3 separate regions of the Sus scrofa genome follow, and all the other regions are linked to region 2. Evidence: chromatin contacts called from public Hi-C and HiChIP or PLAC-seq data. All regions are on one chromosome and are shown on one strand. Each heading gives the region's core, a stretch centred on a gene start, on an enhancer-like site or on the middle of the called end of the contact. The rest is flanking DNA. Distances are from core to core; before and after follow the strand shown.

Region 1 (2,700 bases), core at 36-2,535, 150 kb before region 2:
AAAAGCAGAAAATAAAATTTTAGAGAACAACAGATCAATTTTAAACCATTGATTCTAAGATAGGATGAAAAGTCAAGGAGGTGAGTTATCAACAATTTGAATCTTTGTAGACATAGAGAGTAAAATAAAATATATTTTACATGTTTTTTGTATGCTAGTGCTCTTTATAGATATTTATAGATATGACTAAACACATGAACAAGCTATGAAAAATGTAGAAATTTGGATTAATCAATTCTTGGAGTGTGTTTTTATCAGGTGGTTACCAATAACCAATCATAGGAAAAAAACTGCATTTTGTTATTTCTCCAAGGTTATTTGATAGAGATAAGAATAATTCCAGAAATATTATAAATTAGAGCATTTGGAATTTTAATTTTCAAGTTACAAAGCTATACAAATAAGAATAACTCTAAAAAAGTCCATGAAACCTGATTTTTTGTTTTTTGTTTTTTTTTTGTTTTGTTTTTTTATCTAATGTAATTCTTCTACCCCAGTTAAATATTTCAGATTTCCTCTCAGTGGGATTCAGGCTGATTACTGAAGGGTTCTAGCCACCTGAGAATGGCATCTGTCTTCCTGTCACCATGCCAACTCCTGGGACGACAAATGAGGGATTTCCCCTTTTTTTTCCCAGTCTTCCTTCCAGTGAGGCTGAGACACACTCCTACCTCAGGAAAAGCACCATTTCTCATTACAATTGGTTCCTTTCCTCCAGTTTGTGTGAGGAAAAAGCTTGAGATGAAATCTTTTGTCTTTTTAGGTATAATTTCTGTTTTCTCACTATTCTTACTGACGTCTTTGTGTGGTGCAGTGGCTGGGATCCCACTGCATTTACATGGCAACCAGGAAATCAGTCATTCATGGTTGCCATGGTAACCAGAGGGGGGTGCAGGGAGGCGAAGTCCATTTTATCCCAGTCGGCTGAGTCCCTTCCTGGAAGCCTACAGAATTTTTAGACAGAGGTCCTTATGAACACAACAACAACAGGCATCAAGACAGCTGCACGCTGGCATCACAAAACATCCTGTAGAGGAGGGTGTGGGTGAGCAAGGCAAATATCACAAGGAGGCCAGGGGCGTTGCCTTCTCTCCTCAGAGCTCAGGTCCCCTAGCTAGTCTGTGGAGGGAGGTCTCTGAGCACCAGCTGCATGCTGAATTGCCCAGTTCTCTCTAAAAGCTCCAGGTCTGCAAAGAAAAAGCAGGTAGCCAATGTTGTGCAGGAGAGTGAGTGTCTGGGGAAACACAGCTCTGTTGTTATGGTAAGAACCCCAAACTGCGGAAGTGGGGCAGAGGGTGCAGTCCCAAGAAAAACGGAAGTGTTAAGTTGTTTCCTGCCACATCTGCTTCTGGAGCTGAGGGTTGTCATATTTCAAATTTTTAAAAAATGTCATGCGAGGTTAACCAATAAGAGTATCTTTTACAAGCATGCTATTTAGAATCCTTAATTGATAGGCAGGTGATACATTGCTATCATCTGATATAACAGACAATAAGGGCCCTGGACTCCAGAAACAGACTTGGCTCCTGGATTTTTTAGTCTGATCTTTGGGAAGCCAGAATTCACCTAGAGCCAATATTTATAACTAAAGTGGAGAAGGCACTATGTGATTTTTAGAAGTCTTCTAATGGCAATATCCTAATAAGCCAGGAGATAGAAATGTTGCTCTGTGAATGTAGACCATTTTCTCTGTAAAGTGAAGAAAAAAGCTTCTCATCTTCATTTTTTCTTTTTAACAGCAGAATGTTACTCTTTTCCTCTTTTGGAGATGAAATGCACAAACCCTGATTTCTATCCCTCCTTCCTTCAAATTGCTCCCTCCCCGCCCCCTCCAACACACACAGGTACACAAACACACTCTCGTTGTGTTTTTCTCAGTATGTGGCACCAGCCTACATCATTCACTTTAGGGTCTTCCTTACTCTTAACTTCTCCCACATTCAATTTAGCAGAGAATTCTTACAGGTCTGGTTTCAAAACATATTCTGAATTCGGTCTCTGTTCACCATTTTTATTACCTATCATACCCATGCCTCCTCATTTTCTAAATTCTAAAAGAGCCTCCTGACTGGTCTCCCAGTTTCCATTGTGTCTTGCTATGTCTTGGTGTCACAATGCAAGTTAGATCATGCCATGCCTCTGTTCAGACCACTCCCCACCCATCCATGGCTCAAAATGTTACAGCAGGCAGATAGTTAGGTATGAGCAGAGAAGTGGGGGCATGAGGCCAGATGGCAGGAAACCACGCATCATGCAAACAGCGGGGTCCACGGGCAGACAAAGAAAAGCAGGAACCTCCAGACTGACAGGAAACCACATATTTGGGGGTGATAAGTACCCTGGAGGCAAACAAAGGTGGAAAAGAGCATCAATATCCGGCTTCCAAATGTAACCCGTTGCTCATTAACCCTCATTAGAATAAAATTATAATAAAATTAGCTATGCACATAAGTAGCCATCATGCACCGACACCATGACACTTCTTTTTTTTTTATTTTTTTATTGTGATTTCCCCAATACATTTTTTTCTGACTGTGCAACATGGTGACCCAGTTACACATACATGTATACATTTTTTTTCTCACATTGTTATGCTCCATCCTAAGTGACTAGACAAAGTTCCCAGTGCTACACAGCAGGATCTCATAACTAATCCATCCCAAAGGCAATAGTTTGCATCTGTTAACCCCAAGCTCCCAA
Region 2 (2,700 bases), core at 69-2,568:
TGTCTGAGGACCACTCATGTAAGTACTTAGACAGCTGGCTTTTCATCATGCCTCACGCAAGGCACAAACTAATTGTAAACATGCTGACTCTTATTCCCACAGCTGCAGGAAGTGGCTGCCCTGGAGTGAACATGTAACCCGTGGCTAAGAATCTTGGCGGCTCCTGGACAGGAGACACTAGGAGGAGGAAACTGGTGGGTTTTAACTCTGCTCCTGTTCTGTTGGGCCCCCGCGGGAGGATTGCCTCCAGCTCTGGTTCTTTAATAAGCTGCTCACATTTTCAACAGCGCTCACAATGACGTGGGAATTGGAGCTGGGTCAGCTCCAATCCACAAATTGCAAATAATTTGCCAAGGGAAATCCCTTTCCCTTTGGTTCTGCCCCAAATCTACATTTTCTTCTATTTAGAACCAGGAGACTCAGGCAGAATTTATTTTTAATGAAGGGGGTCATGGGCTCCCAGGCCTTTCCTCAGTAAGAACGCCTACTGTTTCTCCATGTCCATAATGAAGAAACCTGGGAGCCAGATACACCTCTGCCCCAAGGTGACAGAAAGAAGGTGCTTGGTGATCTCTGTTCTCACTCTGTGTGAGCAAGAGCCCAGTGAGATACAGAGAGGAGGAATGAGACCCCAGAGTTCCGTATGACCTTGTCCAAGTCCTTTAACCTCTCCATGCTATAGAATGGGGACAGGTGTACCTGATTCACTTGGTTCATAGACTTGTCTAAGCCAAATGTAGGTAAGAGAGTAGGTAAAGGGCATTGTGAAGGAAGAGTGATAAAGACTCATTAGACATTGATTCCACAATTTTTGAAAAGAGGGAGAATCTAGATCGTTTCTTCTCACCTCTTAACTCGTCACCTTTCCTCTCAAGCCCCAGGATCCCTGGTTCAGACCCTCATGTCCACCTGCTGGTGTGGCCACTCTGTATCTCATCTCCTCCCACTCTAAGCTATTCCACTCACCCCTGAGTACTCCTCTGGTTGCAAGTGGTAGGAATCTAGCTGAAGGTGGCTAATAATCCAAGGGCTCAGAAATAGGACCCACTTCAGGCTCAGCTGGATCCAGGTGCTCAGATGATGTCATCCTTTGTCTCTCTCACTCCCTTGGCTCTGCTTTCCTCTGTGCTATTTTAATTCCCAGATAGACTCTTCTCCTGTAGCATCAGGATAGTGTCTTCAGCTCCAGGCTTCACATCACACCAGTTTAGCAATCACAGAAGAAACATAACAGCAGCTCCAGAAAAAGTCCCTGGCTGTATCCCTGAAACACTTTCTAGGACTCTTATTGGCCAGATCTGGTTCACGTGCCCACCCACCCCTGAACCTGGGCATGGGGGTCACTGTGCCACATGGACAGAACAGGGGTTCCAAGGAAAGTGAAGTTCTTGTACTGGACGATCAGAAATTGAAGGTTAAAAGCAAAAATAACTGGTGGCAACTACATCTTGCCAGACTCAAGGATGTAACTCAGGCCTCACCACAATGCAGCCACACAGAGTAATCTGGCTCAGGAAGCGTTCATCAACCCTGGCTGGCCAGGCCCTGGGAAGTCAAGTCCACTCAACTCTTCTTATTCTGTTTGCTAAACTCTCCTCTGGTTCATCCTGTCTCCTGTAAATATAACATCTTCCATCCTACCTCCATGCCTTTGCTTATGATGTTGCCCCTCAGGAATGCCATTACTCAATGCCTCAAGTAAACAGATCTCGCTCATTTTCAAGCCTAGTCTGAATTCCATGTTGTCTGTGAATGACTTCAGGAAATACTTGTCTCTTTCCTCGCTCAAGCCCTATTGCCTTGTCATAGGCACCAAACAATTTAGTATCTGACTGAGTTAGAGGCACTGCACTAGGGTAGACAGCACAGGCCCTGCCTTTGAGGACCTTGTGGTTTTGTGGAGGAAGCAGACAAGTAAACAGTAATTATCAGTCACAACGAGAAGTTCCAGGACACAGGAAACTGAGGGCAGGAGGGTGGAGGTGGATTGCCAGCCTCCGCAGGAGGCGGTGTTGGAGTTAATGGCTGATTAGATAAGAATCTTGTCTCTTAGGGTGTACTGCCATATTCTAGGGAGCAGCGAGCCCCGACTGCACAGGCATCTCTCTAATCCTCCGCGGTGCCTAGCGCAGCGCTTAGGGACACAGAAAGTACTCAGCAATGATCTGATCGGTGACAAAGCGAGCACAGGGCAAATGCCTGCAGAGAAATGGGACGAGGCGGAGGCATAGCTATGAAAGCTGGTCTGAGAATGAGGCTCCCTGCCACAAGTGTCAGCAGTCAGCTCTGCACAGAGCGATGGACCGAGACAGAGGGAGCTCGGAGGCTCTCCTCTCCAAACAGTCCAGCTCCATGGCCCCACGACTTCATGCTCCCTAGCCAGCAGCTCCATAGTCTGGAAGACCCTACCACTTTCCAACCTGGAAGTGAGATTTGGGGGCGGGGCCATATGAAACACTGCTGACTGCCTCACCTTAATTTTGGCCCCTGGAGAGGCTGTCCATTCCACTCTCTCCTGAGAACACTATCTTTAATTGCCCTGCCCTGTGTCTATATGTGGCTTTTTTAAAAAATTAAAGTGTAGGAGCTCCCAGTGTGGCCCAGCGGAAATGAAGCCCTCTAGTATTCATGAGGATGTGGGTTCGACCCCAGGCCTTGCTCAGTGGGTTAAGGATCTTCCATTGCCTTGAGCTGCAGTGT
Region 3 (2,700 bases), core at 146-2,645, 220 kb before region 2:
GAGGAGGAAGATATTCGTATGTTATGGATTTTCCAAATTCCTTGTTTGACCTCCATTGTTGACTCATCCTGTCAATGCCCCTCCCCAAACATCTCTAGGTTGCATTTTAGCTACATTTCTGCATCTCATCTGAGGGAAGAGAGCAGGACAAGGAGTTTTGTTTTTTGTTTTGTTTTTTTAAGGCTGGAGATGTGGCCAGAATTCGCAAACTAAAAACAGGTCACAGGTGTACCCACAGTCTCCCTAATGCCGCTGCCTTTTCCTCATCAGCCCAGGTCCACTCTGCCTCTCACCCGGCTGGCGCACCTGAACCCACAGAGGAGTGAGTGAGCCCGTGAGCCGGCCTCACCGTGGCAGCAGTCCTCCCTCTGCCCACCTGGTAAAGGGAGGCTCATTTAGCACCAGGACATGGAACCTGTCAACTTGCTGAAGCTCAGCCTCTCCCAGGATGCAGGTGGTCATGAAAACAGGTAATTTAAAGAAGTCTCTCCAGTAATATACCACCCTCTCCCTCTCCTTTTTAATTCTTAGGCATTTGTAACAACAGAAAGAGATTATCAGACTTGAATGATGAATAAGAGTGTGTGTTTGCATTTCCAGAACTGAAATACAGAGCTCAAATCAGTGACTGCAAAAAAAAAAAAAAAAAAAAAAAGCTGAGTTATTGTAAAGAAGGTAGCAAATTCAGAGAGGGGAAAGTTCAACCCAGAGTCAGTGGAAGGGAAGCTCTGCCTGAGAGGCAGGACCTGAGTTGGTTCAGGGTTGACTCTTCAGGTGTTTGCACACTTGTCTGAGAGCTCTCTGTAAGGAAGGCTTTGAGCTGAATGCTAGGAAGTCAAAATAAATAAAAATAAGGCCTCTGACTCCTCCCTTCAAGTTCTTAGTCTTTCGGGAGGCTGTGGAAAGTCATAGGAGCCAACAACTATCACACTATTTGGACTCTGATTTTTTTTTTTTTTTTTTTTTTTTTTTTTTGGCATTTTAGAGCCCCACCCACAGCATATGGAAGTTCCCAGGCTAGGGGTCAAATGGGAGCTGCAGTCACTGACCTACACCACAGCCACAGCAATGCCAGATCCTTAACCACTGAGCAAGGCCAGGGATCAAACCCACATCCTCATGGATACTAGTTGGGTTCATTCCTGCTGAGCCACAACAGGAACTCCTGGACTCTGAATTTATGTGGCATGTTTAGCTCTTTGATTTGCTGTGTGATTATCATCATCTCTCTTGTTTGCCAAACCCATAGAAGTTTACTTCATTCTCACCATAATCCTAACATTATTTACTACTTTCCCCTTTGTATAAATGAGGAAACTGACCCCTTAGGGAGAACAGATATTGTATCCAAGATCAAATAGCTGGGAAGTGGGGGAGCCGACCCAGCATGAGCCTGACTCCAGAGCTCACTGTCACCCACTAGGCGACAACATCCTCCAGGGCCTCCCCCTCTAATCTTGTTCTGTGCTCTCACATCCTTTCCTCCTGTCTCTGAGGATAAGGCCCATGGCTGTCAAAGCTCAATCGTCACTTCACCCCTCCCTTCCCGTTGTTAGGACCTGTCCATTCTCCTCCTCTTCCTGCACCCTCAGTTCATCCCTTCTGCGCGTTCCTTCCCCTCAGCCCGTGAATGTGCTGAAGGCTCTCCTTCACCAAACAAACCCACAGACAAAACATATCCAAAGCTTCCTATATCACATACCTATTAGAACAGCTAAAATAAAACATAGTGACAATACCAAATGCTGGTGAAAATTGAATCTCTCCTAAATTGCTGTTGGGAATGCCAAATCGTGCAGTCTTGGGGAAAGTAGTTTGGTACTTTCTCATAAAACGAATTAAATATACACGTACCAGATCATACAGCAATTGCATTCCTAAGCATGGATGCCAGAGAAATGGAAACTTAGGCCACAAAAACGTCTACATGATCTTCGTCACAGCTTTATTTCTAACAGCTCCAAACTAGAAACAACCCACATGTCTTTGAGGGGGTGAATGGCCAAACTAATGGTGGTATATCTGTATAATGGAATACTACTCAGTAGTAAAAAGAAACAAGCTCTTGATACTTGCAACCATGTTGATGTTGTGAAGAGAGCTGAGTGAAAAAAAAAAAAAAACCCTATCTTGAAATGTTATATAGTACATATGGTATATAGGACCATTTATGTAATACTTTCCAAATCGCAAAATTACAGAGATGGTGAACAAATGCGTGGTCACCAGCGGTTGGGGCCATATGCAGGAGCTCTTTGTGGTGAGGGAACAGTTGTGTGTGTGATTGTGGTGGTGGTTACACAAATTTATGCAGACGATAAAGTTGTATAGAACTATTCATACACATATACATATGCGTGCATGTAAAAACTGCTAAAACTTGAATAATATCTGTAGGTTGTATGGATGACGATTTCCTGGTTTGAAAATACATACTCTAGCAATATATGATGCTACTCTTGGGGGAAGCTGGATGGTGAATACATGAGACCTCTCTGTACTGCTTTTGCAACTTACTTTAAATCTGTAAAATTAAGTGTTTTTTGAAAAGTACATGTACTTAGCAAACAAGGTCCCAAAGCATCCTTGACCCTACATCCAGTTGAGCCCTGCTGGATCCCCAGCTACAGGCCACCATCCCATCTCTCTTTTCCTCATCTCACCCAGTGCCATCCTGAAGGTAATCTGCCCTCACCATCT

What was found. A called contact is a pair of places that touch in the nucleus more often than the background predicts. HiChIP or PLAC-seq counts read pairs in DNA pulled down with a chosen protein or histone mark.
Region 1: an H3K27ac HiChIP or PLAC-seq map of alveolar macrophages shows a contact between it and region 2. The contact joins two enhancer-like sites. A contact is called at or near these places in 4 of 47 Hi-C or Micro-C datasets (alveolar macrophages, embryonic fibroblasts, fibroblasts and 1 more) and 2 of 2 datasets of contacts at active chromatin or transcription factors (alveolar macrophages and skeletal muscle).
Region 3: a contact with region 2 is called in a Hi-C map of retroperitoneal adipose tissue, with 2.9 times the contacts expected there. The contact joins two enhancer-like sites. A contact is called at or near these places in 1 of 5 promoter capture datasets (liver), 22 of 47 Hi-C or Micro-C datasets (adipocytes, alveolar macrophages, blood and 14 more) and 2 of 2 datasets of contacts at active chromatin or transcription factors (alveolar macrophages and skeletal muscle).

Annotation. Positions count from the first base shown.
Region 1 is chr1:181,501,971-181,504,670 of Sscrofa11.1, forward strand. The region is part of intron 2 of GNG2 (guanine nucleotide-binding protein G(I)/G(S)/G(O) subunit gamma-2); the gene reads left to right. Among named protein-coding and RNA genes, the nearest start is that of GNG2, 18 kb to the left of the region's middle. Within about 2 kb of position 1,286, at least 37 of the 83 cell types and tissues checked have an H3K27ac peak or open chromatin away from gene starts, as enhancers often do. A contact at or near this core is called in alveolar macrophages, where this site is marked.
Region 2 is chr1:181,652,698-181,655,397 of Sscrofa11.1, forward strand. No RefSeq gene overlaps it. Among named protein-coding and RNA genes, the nearest start is that of C1H14orf166, 27 kb to the right of the region's middle. Within about 2 kb of position 1,319, at least 24 of the 83 cell types and tissues checked have an H3K27ac peak or open chromatin away from gene starts, as enhancers often do. A contact at or near this core is called in alveolar macrophages and retroperitoneal adipose tissue, where this site is marked.
Region 3 is chr1:181,428,811-181,431,510 of Sscrofa11.1, forward strand. The region is part of intron 1 of LOC106509105 (a long non-coding RNA gene); the gene reads right to left. Among named protein-coding and RNA genes, the nearest start is that of GNG2, 55 kb to the right of the region's middle. Within about 2 kb of position 1,396, at least 4 of the 83 cell types and tissues checked have an H3K27ac peak or open chromatin away from gene starts, as enhancers often do. A contact at or near this core is called in retroperitoneal adipose tissue, where this site is marked.